Regions from separate parts of the Xenopus tropicalis genome. Here region 2 is linked to region 1. Evidence: chromatin contacts called from public Hi-C data. All regions are on one chromosome and are shown on one strand. The core of a region is the stretch at or near the end of the contact, and the rest is flanking DNA. Distances in the headings are between cores, read along the strand shown. Region 1 has its middle 64 kb from the start of dcn. Region 2 holds the start of btg1 (B-cell translocation gene 1, anti-proliferative).

Evidence for each region. Hi-C and Micro-C count contacts between places; a contact is called where the count stands out from the background.
Region 2: a Hi-C map of neurula embryo shows a contact between it and region 1, with 1.9 times the contacts expected there. The contact joins the promoter of btg1 here to the enhancer-like site in region 1. A contact is called at or near these places in 2 of 5 Hi-C or Micro-C datasets (brain and neurula embryo).

The regions. Positions count from the first base shown.
Region 1 is chr3:55,570,798-55,578,639 of UCB_Xtro_10.0, reverse strand. No RefSeq gene overlaps it. Among named protein-coding and RNA genes, the nearest start is that of dcn, 64 kb to the right of the region's middle. Within about 2 kb of position 3,204, at least 1 of the 11 cell types and tissues checked has an H3K27ac peak or open chromatin away from gene starts, as enhancers often do.
Region 2 is chr3:55,669,187-55,677,028 of UCB_Xtro_10.0, reverse strand. It overlaps btg1 (B-cell translocation gene 1, anti-proliferative), which reads right to left and starts at 2,825. Exons shown (of 2, transcript NM_203595.1): 1 at 2,500-2,825; 2 at 1-229. The coding sequence starts at 2,644. It overlaps LOC108646159 (a long non-coding RNA gene), which reads left to right and starts at 3,609. Exons shown (of 2, transcript XR_001924195.2): 1 at 3,609-3,797; 2 at 6,156-7,842.

The DNA of each region.
Region 1 (7,842 bases), core at 1,955-4,454:
CAGTAGCTCACCTTCTATCTTTGGTGGCACAGCTCTGCTGGTGGATGCCCAGTGCCAGAGTAACAGAAGGCAGCAGAAGTATGTGCCTCCAGTTCTAACCCTCTAACTGCCTAACCATAGTGCTGTGCCTGCAAAACTCCAGAGTTGTGCCTTTGCCTTGTATTTTAGGTACAATTTAATTTTTTGTACTCTGTTCACCTGAACATATTATCTAATGGGTGCAAACATAATTATGACACAAACAAAGTTCCATCAAAAGAGACAATTGAAATTCAGCTTGTGTCAGCTATAGAAATGTTGTCATCCCACAGGTAATTCAACCTTCTTTGCATAATATGTGCTGCTATTTTATTTTCCATTACTTACCTACTGCCATGATAAAGCAATATCTGTGCTGACTTAAAGTATGAATAATGATACCAGTAATTAAGTAGTATCCTTTCCAAAAGAGACAATACAACATATAGTCATACATGCTAATTAAAATGAGCAGTCAGACTAAATAAGTTAATAACTTATATAATTTATGTATGTATCATTATACATTTTCTACAAACATAATTATTATAATCAGAAAGCTGTATTTTTTGTTTGTTTACGAGTAGCTGGACCGGGGTAGTAGTAGCCTGGCTTTTTGTAAAACCAGCAGATAGGTAGGGCCACCATGGGGGCAAGGGAATACATGGTCAATATCGGGGCCTGTACCAAACAAAAAGAAGTGTGGGATACAAGTGGATATATCTTGTACCTTCCCACCAGCATTATGTACAATAGAAAATCAACTTACAATGCAAAAAAGTGTTTTTCATGTTGTCAGAATGACACCTATTAATACCCTGCACAATATTTTGGGGAGGTGTATAACCCAATCACTTCCTCAGTTGCTATATATTAGGGGGGATTAGGGCCTGAACAACATTTTTTAAGGTAGCAATATCTAGGCGTTTGTCCTTTGGATGCTCCCACCTATAGGGCGGCAAGGCAAAGTCTGGGTTTTAATGGAACTGACAAGTGGCCCTCTACACTGGGCTTATGTGGGGTGACCATAATAGGCCCCACAATTTTTGTCTGGAGACAGTTATCTATCAGTACTGTCCAAGATTTTTAGTGCTGTGGGCCAATTATTTGGTGTTTCCCATGTTTGGGCTGCAAAGTGTGAGTTGCCATGCACGTATAGTTAAATATCATTGAATATGCCTGCTCAACCTATGGTCTCATCTCATTATCCACATAGAAATAGCCCATGTGTGCCCACCGATGTGTTAAGCAACAGAACTGATTTTGATCAACAAAAGAATGCAGGGGAGGGGTAAGGCTTTACAGCATTGTGTGAGAAAAGAACAATCTCTGAAAAAAGCTGTTTGTCTGAAAACCAGTCCTGAATAGTTTAAACCTGCATCCAAGTTTTTATTTGTATGTTGACCAGAGTCAAGGCAAGGCAGTCTACCATGCTTATAAAAAGTAACCCCCAAAAAAGAGCTTTCAGGTTCCTAAGGGCCCAACGGCTCTTACAAGAGGTTGAAGTCAGGATCAAGAAGGAAGCTGAGTTAAGAAAATACTGTATGCGGTATCCAAAGGTATCTAAAGGTCATATGTAGGCAAAAGATTGTGGCAGGAGGCCATTAACGTAGTCAGAACAAAGCAGAAAGTCAGGAACTGGTAGATCAGGCCAAAATAGTAATTTAAATGCACCCAGAAACTTTTTTTAATTTTAATTACTCTGGGACCAAAGCGCTATAAAGTTGGGGATATTAGCTCTTACTGCCCTCAAGGGTCTAGCACCATTAAATACAACCCTTTCATGTACATCTCCAAATAAAAATTTCTATTTCCATTTTAGGGCATGGAAGGAATGAGTGAGGGCAGCTATGCATAGCATCTACAACATGGCAGACATGTTTCACATCCAAATCTAGCTTCTATTTCTTGTATAAGTGGCTGTTATTTGCACATTGTCCCAACCTTCAGTCAGTCAGGTAGAGCCGTTAACGTTCAGAAGGATCACATTGTCACACTAAAAAGGATTATCTGTTGATAACAAGGGCATGTTCATAAACCAAACAGGTTTCTCAGGTTTCCTTAGTATTGGCTTAAGCTTAGATGGGTGTAGGTCTTTGTGCGTAAATTCTACAAGCTAAGCACTACGTCACAAATGAAAACAAAATTAATCTATTATCATCAGTCATGTCCATGCTGCTGACAGAACTGCATATTGATAATATTGACTTAGTAGAGATTTAATACATATTACCATTACGACAATACAAAGCTTGCATCTTTGTTCCTGTTTGGATTATTAAAGGAACTACGAGAGTCAGGAATACAAAAAAAACAACTTTCAGCTCTTTCCATTAGTACTTATGTACATAGTTTAATTGTTGTTAAAACTGCAAGTAAATACAATAAACAGTATTTAGTACATGATTCTTACTTTACCTATGTGCTATATTCAAAATATGAATAAGCCTTTATATGTAAGACATTGGTGTTCAAATTGAAACTGAAACAGTTGCTCAGTTATAGTTTCAGACTTCACTTGACAGCTGGCACAGCTTTGGCATCACTGGTATTTATGGCTCAAGAGATCCGCAACATAACAGGGGGCTGCTACTCCTCTAAGGACAAAGACACACAGAACTATTAGCAGCTCTTACTTTTTTACAGCTACTCAACGCCAGAAAATACCCCGCCATAGACAATACTGAGAATTGTCTCTGCTAAAACACACATAGAGACAATTATCAGTAAAGGATCAGCATTGTCTATTTTACTAGCTGCTACTAGTAGCTCTGTGTGTCTTTACCCTAATAGCACTGCAGTTGACCCTGCCAAGGACATGAACACCCAATGGCAGTCACTCAGAACAAGTTTTAATGGAGATGAAAGGTTGTATTATTCCTTTGATTCCACAGCCAGATAGCATTAAAATTATACTAATAACTTACTCATTTTTATAGGAAAGTATTAAAAAGCAGGGTAAGTTATTTAAATATATTTAATACCATTATTATGACTATAATATTAGGAAAGTATCCATTTTGCTTTCATACATTCTTGGTCCTAGAAAATACATATACAATTTGGGATAAGTGGGGTGGGTACAGCGTTTACCTAAAATAAATACAACTGGGATTTTCAAATTCACATTTCTCAGGCTGTTGCTGAACTCAACTCCTGCAGCCAAAAGAGGTCATGTGCTACAGGAATTAGTAGAGGGCTGACAGCCGATACAATAAGTCAATAAGTCACCCTAGAATTCTTTATGGGCAACTTTTCACTTAACTGTGCTTAGTACAGGGTAATCCCTAAACTGGCATAATTCCATGGCATGTCTAAAAAAAATCCAAACACTCTAAAAATTAATCACTAGTACCAAATGAATACATTAGACTAGTGATCCCCAACCAGTGGCTAGTGAGCAACATGTTGCTTAAAACCCCTTTTAATGTTGCTCCCAGTAGCCTCAAAGTAGGTGCTTATTTTTACATTTGTGGCTGGGAGACACAATCACAGCCCTTATTTGGGATCCCCCAAGTGTATGGTTTACCAACACTTTATACATCTGTGTGTGGCTCACAAGTAAAAAAGGTTTGGGATCTCTCCATTAAACTAATATCAGATTGTACTTATTTTTCTTTATATTTGTTATATTTCGTACTCTTTGTTTTGGTTTCCAAAAATATGTTATCAAATTCAGAGTATTCTATAAGGTTGGTTTAGTTTATGGGTTTTTTTTTAGCTGATTATGGAATAATAATCCATAGCTTGTCATAATTTGCTACTATGATTCTGTTTCCAAAATTGAAGTCACAGAAGGTGTTTCAATATGTATTCCTTAATGTTCTTCACATCTAATGCCTTCATAGACTGTAGGTCTGTACTTGTAAATGTTTTATGACAGGGTATAACATAATCATTGATAGTTATTACAGAAATACACCCATCATCTCAAATAAGGTGCAGATATAGGATATGACAACAGAGCTTTATTTTTTTCTGTAACTGGTAGGGTAACAATTGATATCGGTAGAATTGACTGACTCTTTGAATCTGACTGGGTGTGAAAGCTGCATGTGAGAGTACAAAAGCAAATGCTCTCTGGGTGTGAAGTATTATACTGCCATCCTGGTTATTTTAGGATTATTTATTTTCTAAAACAGCAGGGAACACCACAAGTAGAAAGTCCATGAGCAGCCATGCCTTCCCTTTACTGCATTAACTGTACTTCCTTGGTTTCATTAGACTGCCCTAAATCAGTGGGAGGCATATAAAGAATAGCTAAGAAATGTGAGAAAACATGCCCAATTGCAGGCTGTAAAAATAGGAACAGCAGACCCAGCAGCAGCTGCTGGGGAAACTCATTGACATTATATTTTTGGTTTTATTTCCCATAGTTTGTGGGTGAACAAAAAAAAAGTCTATCAATTTCAACAATTTCAAAGCTCTGCAATTTCAGTGGAAGGCAAATAAAGATCAGGGAATTGGAGCAAATATTGTTCATTTTATAGCAAATAGTTATGTGTCCAAGCCCTTTGTATTCCCCATCATTGGGTCACTCATTAACCACCTCTCATTCCATGACCTGCTGGTAAAAGAACTCTTTCTAAACTGTCCTATCATAAGTCTGCTAAAAATAATATAAACATGAAATAAACCCAATAGGATTGTTTTGCCTCTAGATTAATTATATATTAGTTGGGAATAAGTACAAGTTACTATTTTATTATTACAGGAATAAAGGAAATTGTTTTTTAATATTAGAATTTGTTCTATGAGAGATGGCCTTACCGTTATTCTGAGCTTTCTAGATAATGCTGCTTTTCCAGATAAGGGATCCCATTACTTTTAAAGCACAATGATCCAAGTTATGCAAAAACCATGTATCTGAAAAACCCCAGGCCACAAGCATTCCAGACAACAGATCTTTTGTCTGAATTGGAAAAAAAAATATGGAGCAATAGATAGATTATTTACATCAGTTACAACTTATTTATTTATATCTAATAATACTGCATGTTTTGAAGTGCAATAAGCTACTCTTCCTTTAAAAGCATTGAGACACTTTTCAACACACACACACATAGATTAAATTAAATAGTTATGTAGACCTCTCCAATCTGATTAAAATGCAATTTCTGGGTGATGCATTAGTCAAAAGGTATAGCAGTTGAAAGCTTTTATGGTGAGCCCCCAGTCCTGGTGGGCCCTGGGCAATTACCCCTTTTGCCCATTTATTAAAATGGCCCTGAGGCTGGCAATGTGTCTGTAGATGCAGACATACTGTATCATGGAGCTGAGGTAAGCAAAGGTAAGTGGGGAAACTGTGGGGAGCACTGGGCACATACCTGCCTGCCTTCCCCTAGTTGCAACCCATGTGAAAGTCCAGGATTTGGCCAGAACTGCTTATTCACATTTCCCCTCAATAAGTAGTTCTCTGTCACTAGTTCACTGATTGGTTTTACAGTGTGCATGGCAAGTCTTGCTGAGGAGGCGAGGCTTTGTGCAATTGGGGTGCACACTTGCATTGGGCCATTTCAACCTTAAGGCAGCTACACACGTGTGTGAGTTAAATCCGCCACTAACCTTCAGGGCTGAAACGGCAGATAAGGAGGTAGAAACAATAGGATTTCTACCTCCTTCTGCTGATTCAGCCCTGACGGCAGATTTTGCTCAGGCGCCTTCTACGGCGCCCAATCAAAATCTTTTAACTGGCCCGATCGGCGAGTCGACCGATATCAGCAGCCTCCTGCGATATCAGTCGACTCGCCGACTTGCCATACACGCACCGTACGATATTATCAGTGCATGTATGGCCAGCTTTAGGCCTGCCACCAGCCTTGTATAACCATAGTGTCTATACATGGGCAGATTTAAGCTGCCGATTTGAGTCCTTCAGACTGATTCAGCAGTTTATCTGCCTGTGTGTAGGGAACCCTGATGGGCTTCCCCGATCAATATCTGCCCAAAAATTGGGCCTAGGGCCAAATGATTGCATTAGCCCGATATTGCCCACCTTAGGTGGGCATATCGAGGGAAAGATCTGCTTGTTTAGTGACCTCCCCAAACGATATATAGTGTATGGCCACCCTCAGTTTAGTGCTACTGTTCCAGCAAGGGATCTGCTTAACTAACAGACATTGAGTAACTGCAGTGTGATAAGACCAATGCAAATACCGTACAATTTAGCTTCTACATTTATTTTGTCCTTGATTTTTCCCAAAAGCCATTTGTATAGGTACTATACCGGTATGTTTTGCATTTAACGCCTCAAAGCCTAAATAAACACTCCCATTTACATTTCCCACTATCAGGTTTGCTCCCAAAAACAAATGAACTCTTTGCATTTTCTTTGCTCTTTTAATTGTTTTTCTTGTACTGACTGATTGGCCAGATGGTTGGGTGTTTATAGACAGGTGGTCTACATCACCTTAGACCCTGTTAATATTTCTTAAACTATTTTTTAATGTGTGTGTATGGAAGCGAATATTTATAATTTTAATTTTTCAGTCATATTTACTCTTTGAAATTAGCATACCCAGATTAAAAATGGCTTCTGAGAAATAGAACAGACAATGGTATTTGAAAAGTTCTTTCCTAAGGGCAGCCACTTCCCTTTTACCTTTGTAGGAAAGCTTTTGCCATTTCAAATAATACTGTCTGTTCTGTTGCTTCTTGATAAGTGTTTTAACCTAGCTACACTCATTTCAAGTCTATATAGGTAGTGATGAGTAAATCTGTCCTGTTTCTCTTTGCTGAAATGCAACTTGAAGCGTGGAACATTTTTTTGATGCGCACAAGATTTTTTTTATGTGCAGGACTTTTTTTTTTGTCTAGTGCCAAATTTTTTCAGCATCACATTTTTGTGCTGGTTTTTTGAAAAAATCTACCAATGGAGAAACAAGGAAATTGACTGCAAATCCATGCCAAATCCTCTGATTCATTATTTTAGGGCTTTATCCTACAATTTCAATCTGAATGTTAGTTTTAGATCGTTGTATTTAAACGTACAATCGATATCCAAACGTTCATTGAAAAAAACATGAATTTGCATATTATAATTATTAATTGGGGAAGAAGCTACTATGCTGTCTGCCTTTCCCCACAGTAAAATGAGTTTTGCACCTCATCAGTGAAACAAAAGTCAGTCTATAAAGAAAATGGTCAAGAGTTATCTTAAACCTAAACAGCTCTCAGAGAAGGTGGTTGTACCCATGCTTTACCCAGCAGAACAGGCCACCTACGGCGGGCAATATCGGGAGAATCCAGGCTAATTCGATCCGGTCTAAGGGACCGATATCGGCAGCTAGAATCGGCCCATGTATGGGACCTTTACAAGGAGATTGAAATCTCAAACCTTTTCATTTGCTAATTAGCAGGAATTCAGAGAAATTAGCATGTTGCCCAGGCCCGGATTTGTGGAGAGGCCACAAAGGCCCGGGCCTAGGGCGGCAGAAACCTGGGGGCGGAATGCCGCCCCGCCGCACCGAAATCTGTAATTTTTTGTTCCCATACGGAGCAATGGGGACTTCTCCCCATTGCTCCGTATGCACGTTTGGCGTACTGCGCATGCGCACAAGCACCTTCCCCCCCACCCGCGCACAAACCCTGTTTCCCCCTCCCCCCCACCCATGCGCACTCGGCGGGGGGGAGGGGCATGACCGGGGGTGGCCTCGGGGCGCCGCGTTTTGAAATCTGGCCCTGATGTTGCCCCTAACTTTACACCAACTAAGAAAAGCTAAAGGCCCAGACTGTTTATAAGCACTAGTGTGAATAGAAAATAACACAAGAACAGGAATCAATTATATGACACAGTAGGGCCACAGACTCCCAGACTGAGTAGGG
Region 2 (7,842 bases), core at 1,576-4,075, 99 kb before region 1:
TCATACAATACACAAATAGAGCCATCCTCTCCTATGCGATACGATACTTCATATGGGTCAACCCACAAAGTAAGTTCACTTGGCAGAAGCTTAAACATTTGCTGGCTGTTGAGTCCAATACGATCTGCTGCCTCTCCAATTAAAGGGTCCATCTTGTGGTTAATCCGAATACATCGATAGGCTGAACCCCTTGACGGCTTTTCTGGAAACCAATGATGCTTATAGTGATCTAGAAAAAAGTAGACAAATTGCATTTAGCTTTAAAAAAAAAAATGTTGCACAATTAAGTCATTTTATCACTGGCAGATTTAAAATGCATCAGCTACAAAAACCTAAATTTTAACAAAATTCATTTGAGCAGTTGTACTTATTTTCAGTTTACTACATGCAGTGTTCGGCATACTGGTCACCATATTAAAATAACGATAGTAGCACCATGAAGCAACAATTAACTATACAGTAAGATGTTACAATGACAAACCAAGACTGTAGTAGACAAAATTGTTGTATAGAATTAGAACAGTGCTGTGGAGAAAAAAAATAATTCAGGATCACTGAAAAGCATTGGGTTGTTATGTATGCCCTTCTAACAAACCAGAATGAATTTGCACATATAACATGACTGCCATTTTACATTACATTAGCATTTATTTATAAAGCGCCAACATATTCCGCAGCGCTGTACAATAAGTGGGTTTCATACATTGGACATACAGAGTAACATATAAAGCAATCAGTAACCGATACATAATTATTTGGTTATAGAGCTGTCTCATACCATAAGCAAAAAAGCTGCTGCTCAAACCCAAGTCTTATTATACTGAATGGACATTTTATGAAGTAAAAGGCACTGCTGGGGCTGATGAGATAAACAGGTGTGATTGCCTTGTCCATATGTTATACTGCCATACTCAACTCTTGCACAGATCTGTATTGTGGTAACAGCCTGGTTCAATATCAAAATATCTGCAGTTTGTTAAAACAATTTTATATTTGCATGTGTTTTGCACAATACCAAACACTGCCAGAATCACAAGTGTTCTTTGTTTGTGGCTCCACTGAATGGAATTCATGCAAAAAAGAAAAAAAGTAATGCAGAGCACCTCTAACATTAGAATTTAAAATGGCGTACAAGGAAGAGACTTGATATTTATTAAAATTACATGTATAATTTTTGTGGGTGGGGTGTTTGTTACTTATTTTAAAATTATGTTTCACTATGCAAACCATCAAGTTGGAAAGTGTGTAACATCAATATGATACTGGGATCTAGCCATACTGTTTTGTGCATAGACCTAAGTCAAACATCCTGCTCATTGCTGAGGTCTGCCAATAATACAAAGCAGTGCTCTGCCTAGTCTGGACAGGAAGGAAAAACATCAGCCTGTACTTTCCAACCACAAAAGGGAGGGGGTGCATACGCATTATAAACCCATTGGTAAAGGGGAAAACAATTCAAGGTGGAGACCAAGGCAAAAGGTGCCCTCCATAGGACTTAATAATAATAAACAATTCAGACAGAGTCAAGCAAACAATAAAATGTTAAGTGTGAAAGTGCACTTTGATCCTTATCTTAAAAAAAAAAAAATAACACTGTTAAAGGGGATCTCCACTTGAAAACTATTTCACATACTGAAAGAAAACCTAATTCTAAGAAACTTTTCATTCTACATAACACAGCTATTAGTAAATGTGTAATGGAAGCAGTACAGGTATTAGACCCCTTATCCGGAAACCCATTATCCAGAAAGCTCTGAATTACGGAAAGCCCGTCTCCCATAGACTCCATTATAATCAAATAATTCAGAATTGTAAAACTGATTTCCTTATTCTATGTAGAAATAAAACGATACCTTGGAATTGATTCCAACTAAGATATAAATAATCCTCATTGGATGCAAAACAATCCTATTGAGTTTAATTAATGTTTTATTGATTTTTTTAGTAGACTTAAGGTGCTGAGATCCAAATTACGGAAAGACCCCTTATCCGGAATACCCTTGGTCCCGAGCATTCTGGATAATGGGTCCTATACCTGTACCTCTCAACTGTTTATATTGTCAGCCCAAACAATGTAGCAGATCCAGCTAAAGAGGACTGACTGGTTACATTGTGTGGGGAGAGTCCCAGAAAACAGAAAGAAACAAATACTGATATTAAGTACATTTACTAATAATTTAAAACCATGTAATCTATATTGGAAAGTTGCTTAAAATTCCATTTTCTTTAATTAGGAATAAAAATGTATTTGAGTGAAGTTTCGCTTTAATCCACTAAAGGTATAGAAGGTATTAGCCAGGATTCTGTAAGGCTCTGCTGGCTGCAAGCCAGTCAAGCTCTGAAAGAGATTTCAATGAGCTGTAGGGGATTTCCAGGCCGCGGCTGTTCATGGCTGCCATAGGATTTGTAGCCCGAACAGAACTGCTTCGACCCTCACAAGTCACACACAAACTATAATATAAATCATTTCAGCAAATACAAAGTACATGTATATCTTACCGGCCAGGAGCTCCTGTAAAGACTGGTTAAACGTCTGCAGGTCGAGGTCGTTCATGAGGCCTTTGGTTCGGAGGAACTTTGAGATGAAACTCACCGCCGCCATGATCTCTGGCTTCATGTTGGCCCAGGGATAGTGCGTATGCATGGGAGCGCGACCGACAGCGATACGAACACCGATGGAACAGCACGGATCGTCTATTGCGCTCCGCTTGGTCCTGTTTGATGGATTTTTATTCGTGTTTTACAATTTTTTTTTTTTTATATTTTTCACTTTTACGTCCTTGGTGGTTTTACAAGCTGCGCCCTGGCATGGCGTGCAAGTTAATAGATAAGACTTGGAGGTGTATGTGTGATCGGGTCTGTTTGCCCCCCTAAACTTCAGATCCCTCGAAGAGTGCTAAGCGATATAATAAATCCCCAAAAAGTGCTTTTCTAACTACGCGCAAACATCCCAACGCGTGTTGTTGCGCCCCCGAAGTGATCAGCTCGCTTCTCAGCCCGTTTTTTTTATAAGCCAGTCGGGAAGGATGTGGCGTCAGGGAGGGGCGGGGGAGTCACCTGGCCAATAGGGGGATCGCCCGACGATGATGTCACCCTGTTGCGGGGAGGAAAAGGGCGAGTTGACGTATGCCCTTTGGAAAGCAAATGAGGGCTGATGGGAGAGAGTGAGAACACCCCCATCTTTGTAAACAAAAGTCTGGCCGAAGCGAACGCTGCACTTCCGGATATAAACACAGGCTGTTTTATTTGCCGTGGCATGATTAAATCCCACAAAACTCTTCCCCTGCTTTCCTTTGGCGGTGCTAGGAGAAGGTGCTCTGAAGTAAAGGTTGCAGACCCCTGTCCAGCAGTTTTTTTTTTTAAATAACCCTTTATAATCTTAAAACTGCGATTTATTGTTGCGTCGATCGCAATGTGCGAATTTGCTACTGTATTTAACCTGTTTAGTCGCGGCGTCGACGGGTTATTGTGATATTAACGGGACGCTATCCGCCGTATAAGTTGGGCAACTCGTGTTACTAGGGGGTGTAGGGCACGGATAGAGTATTCCTTTGTCTCCCAGTGTGACACATGGCAGGGCCCATCCCCCACCGGAAGGCAGGCGCAGACAAAAACAAGAAAGAGTTGTGTTGCAACAACAAAGGCATGTCCTGATTTACTAAACAGAACGGGGTGCAACCCCATACCTTGATCTTCATTATTTGCTCCTCTCCTTCCGATGGTTTTATTGTCGTATCAGCTACACACGACTTGTCGCACGACGCTGTGTCGTGGGAAACAAAGCCACGGTCTCCTTTGTGAGTAAATCACAAAGAAATAGCACTGTATAATAAATACTGTATCCTGGCAATGCGCATTAAGGTTCCATTAAACATGTGAAGGCAGGACAAGGCAGCCCTGTTTTCAGTTGGCAATACACTTTTTAAAGACTGGGGCACATTTGACCGCAGAGAAAAAATATTTTAGGTCCACCCTTAAATTAAGGAACACGTCTTATATACTGAACTGCTTATCAGTTAGTACTCTGCAGTATTTCCTTTACCCTGTCCCATCAGCAGTAGCAGTGTTACATGGAACAGCAGTGTTACATACAATTGAATGTCAGTCTGAGCAGAAACAGATGTGTCGCCTCATTCACCTGTCTAGGTAGTAGGATCAGGACTCTTGTAAATGCATAGTGCCTTGTACCTAAACTAGCTGCCATTAGAAACCAGCTCATTACTTTGGATCTCAGTGTAGGGGTTAAAAATTGGGTCCCCTGTGACACATCTAGGGACTTAAGGTGACAATACAAGGTAACATACCCACCTACGGGTGGGCGATACTGGGCTCATTCGGACCTTAGGCCGATTGAATTAGAAGGCTGTAGGAAAAATCAAACCTGTCCAGTTGTCATATGGACGATTTCAGGCCAGATGTTGGTCGGGCAGGCCCATAGTTTACACCCATACATGGACAGTTAAGTGGCCAAATTGGTCTAAAGGACCAATATCGGCAGCTAGAATGGCCCATGTATGGCCACCTTTAGGAATGACTGAGGAATCACTAAGGTGCATTGTATGTACCAACTGATGGAAGCTCAGCTACCTTAAATAACTACAGCAATGTTGGGTATCGGCTTTCCCTATTGTGATGCCCTGTTCAGAACTGCCACATCGATGCTTATTCACTTGGGATCCAATCCATGCTGTTTGTATATGTAGTGTAGAATTTTCCTGCTATTACTTGTAGTTTATTACATGGAAAGATGTGGTCTAAGGGTGGTGATACATGGACAGATTTTAGCTGCTGATTTGGCCCCCTATTGATGGCCTAAAATTCAATAGATATTAATAAAGCAGTTTTAAAAAGTCCATTAGAAGAGGAGAACATTGGCACATTGTTATGGTCCTGATATGACAGGTCTCTGTATGCCTGAATAGATAATCCAAATGTTGGCCCTTGGAATTACAGTAATTGGAGTGTACTCAATGGGTGTGTATTTTTATTGTTCAAGTTTTTTTTTTTTTTGTAAATTGAAAATTGTGATTTTCTTGGCACGTTTTTGTTCGCAAAGCAATGTCCTGTATTTTTTCTGATAAATGTTTTAATGGATATTATGCTAGACCTTGATTGAGTTTATTCAAGATTTTTTTTTAGAATTGACCTCTCTGGTTATAAAAATGCAGCATGTTGCATTATAAAACACAAATGCAACCAAGTCAAAAGGCAGCTCTGAATGCTCAGGTTCAAATGGTGTCTGCACTATTGTATATAATTGTGTTAGTAATTTCCATTCTTTTTGACCCCCACCTTTTACATTTTTTGAAAAAATAGTCTCTTATTGGAGCTGAAAAGACCTAAATAATAGCAGTTGCTGTATTGCATTTACTCCTTTTTTGTGGCACTAATTACAATTTTCCCTATTTTACATTTTAGCTTATTGTGGACAAACAGGGCTAAAATATATACCTTTAACTTCTAAAAATGATTGACATCCTTTCCAAGAGTCCAGCGTTATTTACCTGGTCAACTTTTCCCATTCATGTTTTCTTTTGCTGCACTCCTAGCTGGGGGAGGGTAAATGAAATGGAATTGGATTGCATTAAAGAACACCCAGTCCTCAAGGGAACAAGAGTTTCTGGAAGTGCAACCGCAGCTTTGGTAGCCTGTGAGGTTTGTTAAACGATACGGCTGGCAGAAGCATCCACGTGATAGTGTGAATCATATTCTAAAAATATTTCCCACAGTTCATCAGAGAATTTCTATGTTTGAGGTGTACGTGTTGTTGTTCATGAGCTTCGGACAGTCAAAGCTGCGAGATTCACATAGCTTTAAAGCTGCAAATGATTAACATAGTGTATGGATTTTTAAAATAACACTGAGTGCTTTGCACACTAACTAGCACCATTACTCACTTCAGCAAAAACCCGCAGAGGTGTAAAAAAACAGTCCATTTCATTCTCTTTGTATGTGAATCACTAAAAAAGAGTGTTTTCCAGGGAGAAAGTGAAGTTAAATAGCTTTTTTAAGGTAGGGTTGTCCAAAATCTCAGAGCATATGGATTCTGCAACACAGTAATAAGGATTGAGATACCACATAATGTTTTATGACTATAATCTATTACACACTAACATGATCCTGTGTATACTAACAAGTATGGTTCTTTCTTTCAGAAGCTATGTTCCAGTATCTTGCACTGATGAAGTATAAGAAGATTGAAACAGGCTGTCTGCAAGCTTTGTATATATGGCTGTGAACTATTGGGCTGTATCTGTGCTATTAAGGGGTTCCGGATACATAGTTGGCCACAGGAACATTAAGTCTATAATGCCATAAGTGAAGGTCAAAGCATTTCATATTTGGTTTTTAAGGCAGTGCTAGGTATGTAACATGAGGCATGTGAATATCTTCTGTTTTAAAAAGGCTCTCAGTGCATATTCAGACCTTGTCAGCTAAAATGAAATGGTACTGTATATACTGATACATATCGTTTTAAAAAATGTTAAGTATGGTGTAAGCTGTAAGAATCAAGAGAACATATACATTCTATGTCTATTTTTATATGCATGTAATTTGTATGCACCTCTCTTTTCTACAGATGCTTGTGCCTTTTGCTTTGTTTGTCTAAAGGGGAACTAGAGTCACAGCGCTCATATTTGTTACAGGGCATAAGGCTTTTGTACAGCAGATAAGTACAGCTAAATATATAGCTGCTATTCTCCCTTAGCTTTATGTTACACTTCCCTTTTCAATCATTTGATTTTCATTCAAGTAAATGTGATTCCCACTGCCAAATTTAATGGAATTGATGTTTAGGCAACATAGAATCAAATACCCTCTCTTCTTTGTTTTGTTACATAAATGGTTCATGTACGAGTATGGACAGCACTGATGAATAAGTAATACTAAATTACTGCTTGTTTGTGCTGTTGAGGCCTGGAGAAAAAATGAAGATACAGGGAGGAGCTCTGTTGATCTCAGTATTTCTCTTTGTGTGGGCAAAGACATTGCAAGCTGGGTGATGACTGTAATTGATGTCAGCAGCAAGTAACATAATTTGCTACCTTTAGTTTGTAATGAAAGAAAAGGAATAAAGGATGAGGTATATACAAAGCTGGATGCTGTCCACAACGAGATCCTAGATGACCTATATTTCCAGATTTAGTTTTACTCCTCAATTAATCAACTGCTATCAAAAATAATAATTTGCTAATTTATTTGTCATTTAATTCTTCTTTTAAATTGTTTAAACATTAGCCTTCATGGTCTCTGTGAGTATTACTCTTTTAAATATGAATATTTTGTTCGTGTTTCCACTGCATATAGGGATGCTTCTATTTCAGAATGTTTGGATTTGGCTAGCTGAACTGAATCCGAACCCTAATTTGCATAGTGAATTCTGTGCAAAATAGCTCCAAGGTGTTCTCCAGAATCAGGAATAGTAACTTCAAAAGCCTATGCATAGATGGTCTAGCTTAGTAGTTAAATCACTGGTGTTGGATTTAGAAAGGTGTGGATTTAATTCCTGTGTCAATACCTTGTGGCACTTAATTTTCCTGTGCCTCAGGCAGCAAACATATAACAATAGATTTACAGGGCAGGGGCTTATTTTGCCTAAAATATTCTTTGTAAAACACTGAATGTAATTACTACCCTCCACTGATGTATTAATGAAAATATGCAGGTAATTATTGTTCTGTACTAAATTATGTCCTTACTGCTGGATTATAAACTGGGCGCGGTTTCCCTTTTACAAGGAAAATATAAAACCTTTGTATAATTCTTCAAAATGATTCATTATTTTATATTGCTGTTTATAAATTTGGTGTAGTTTCTATTTAATTAAAGAATATAATTGCT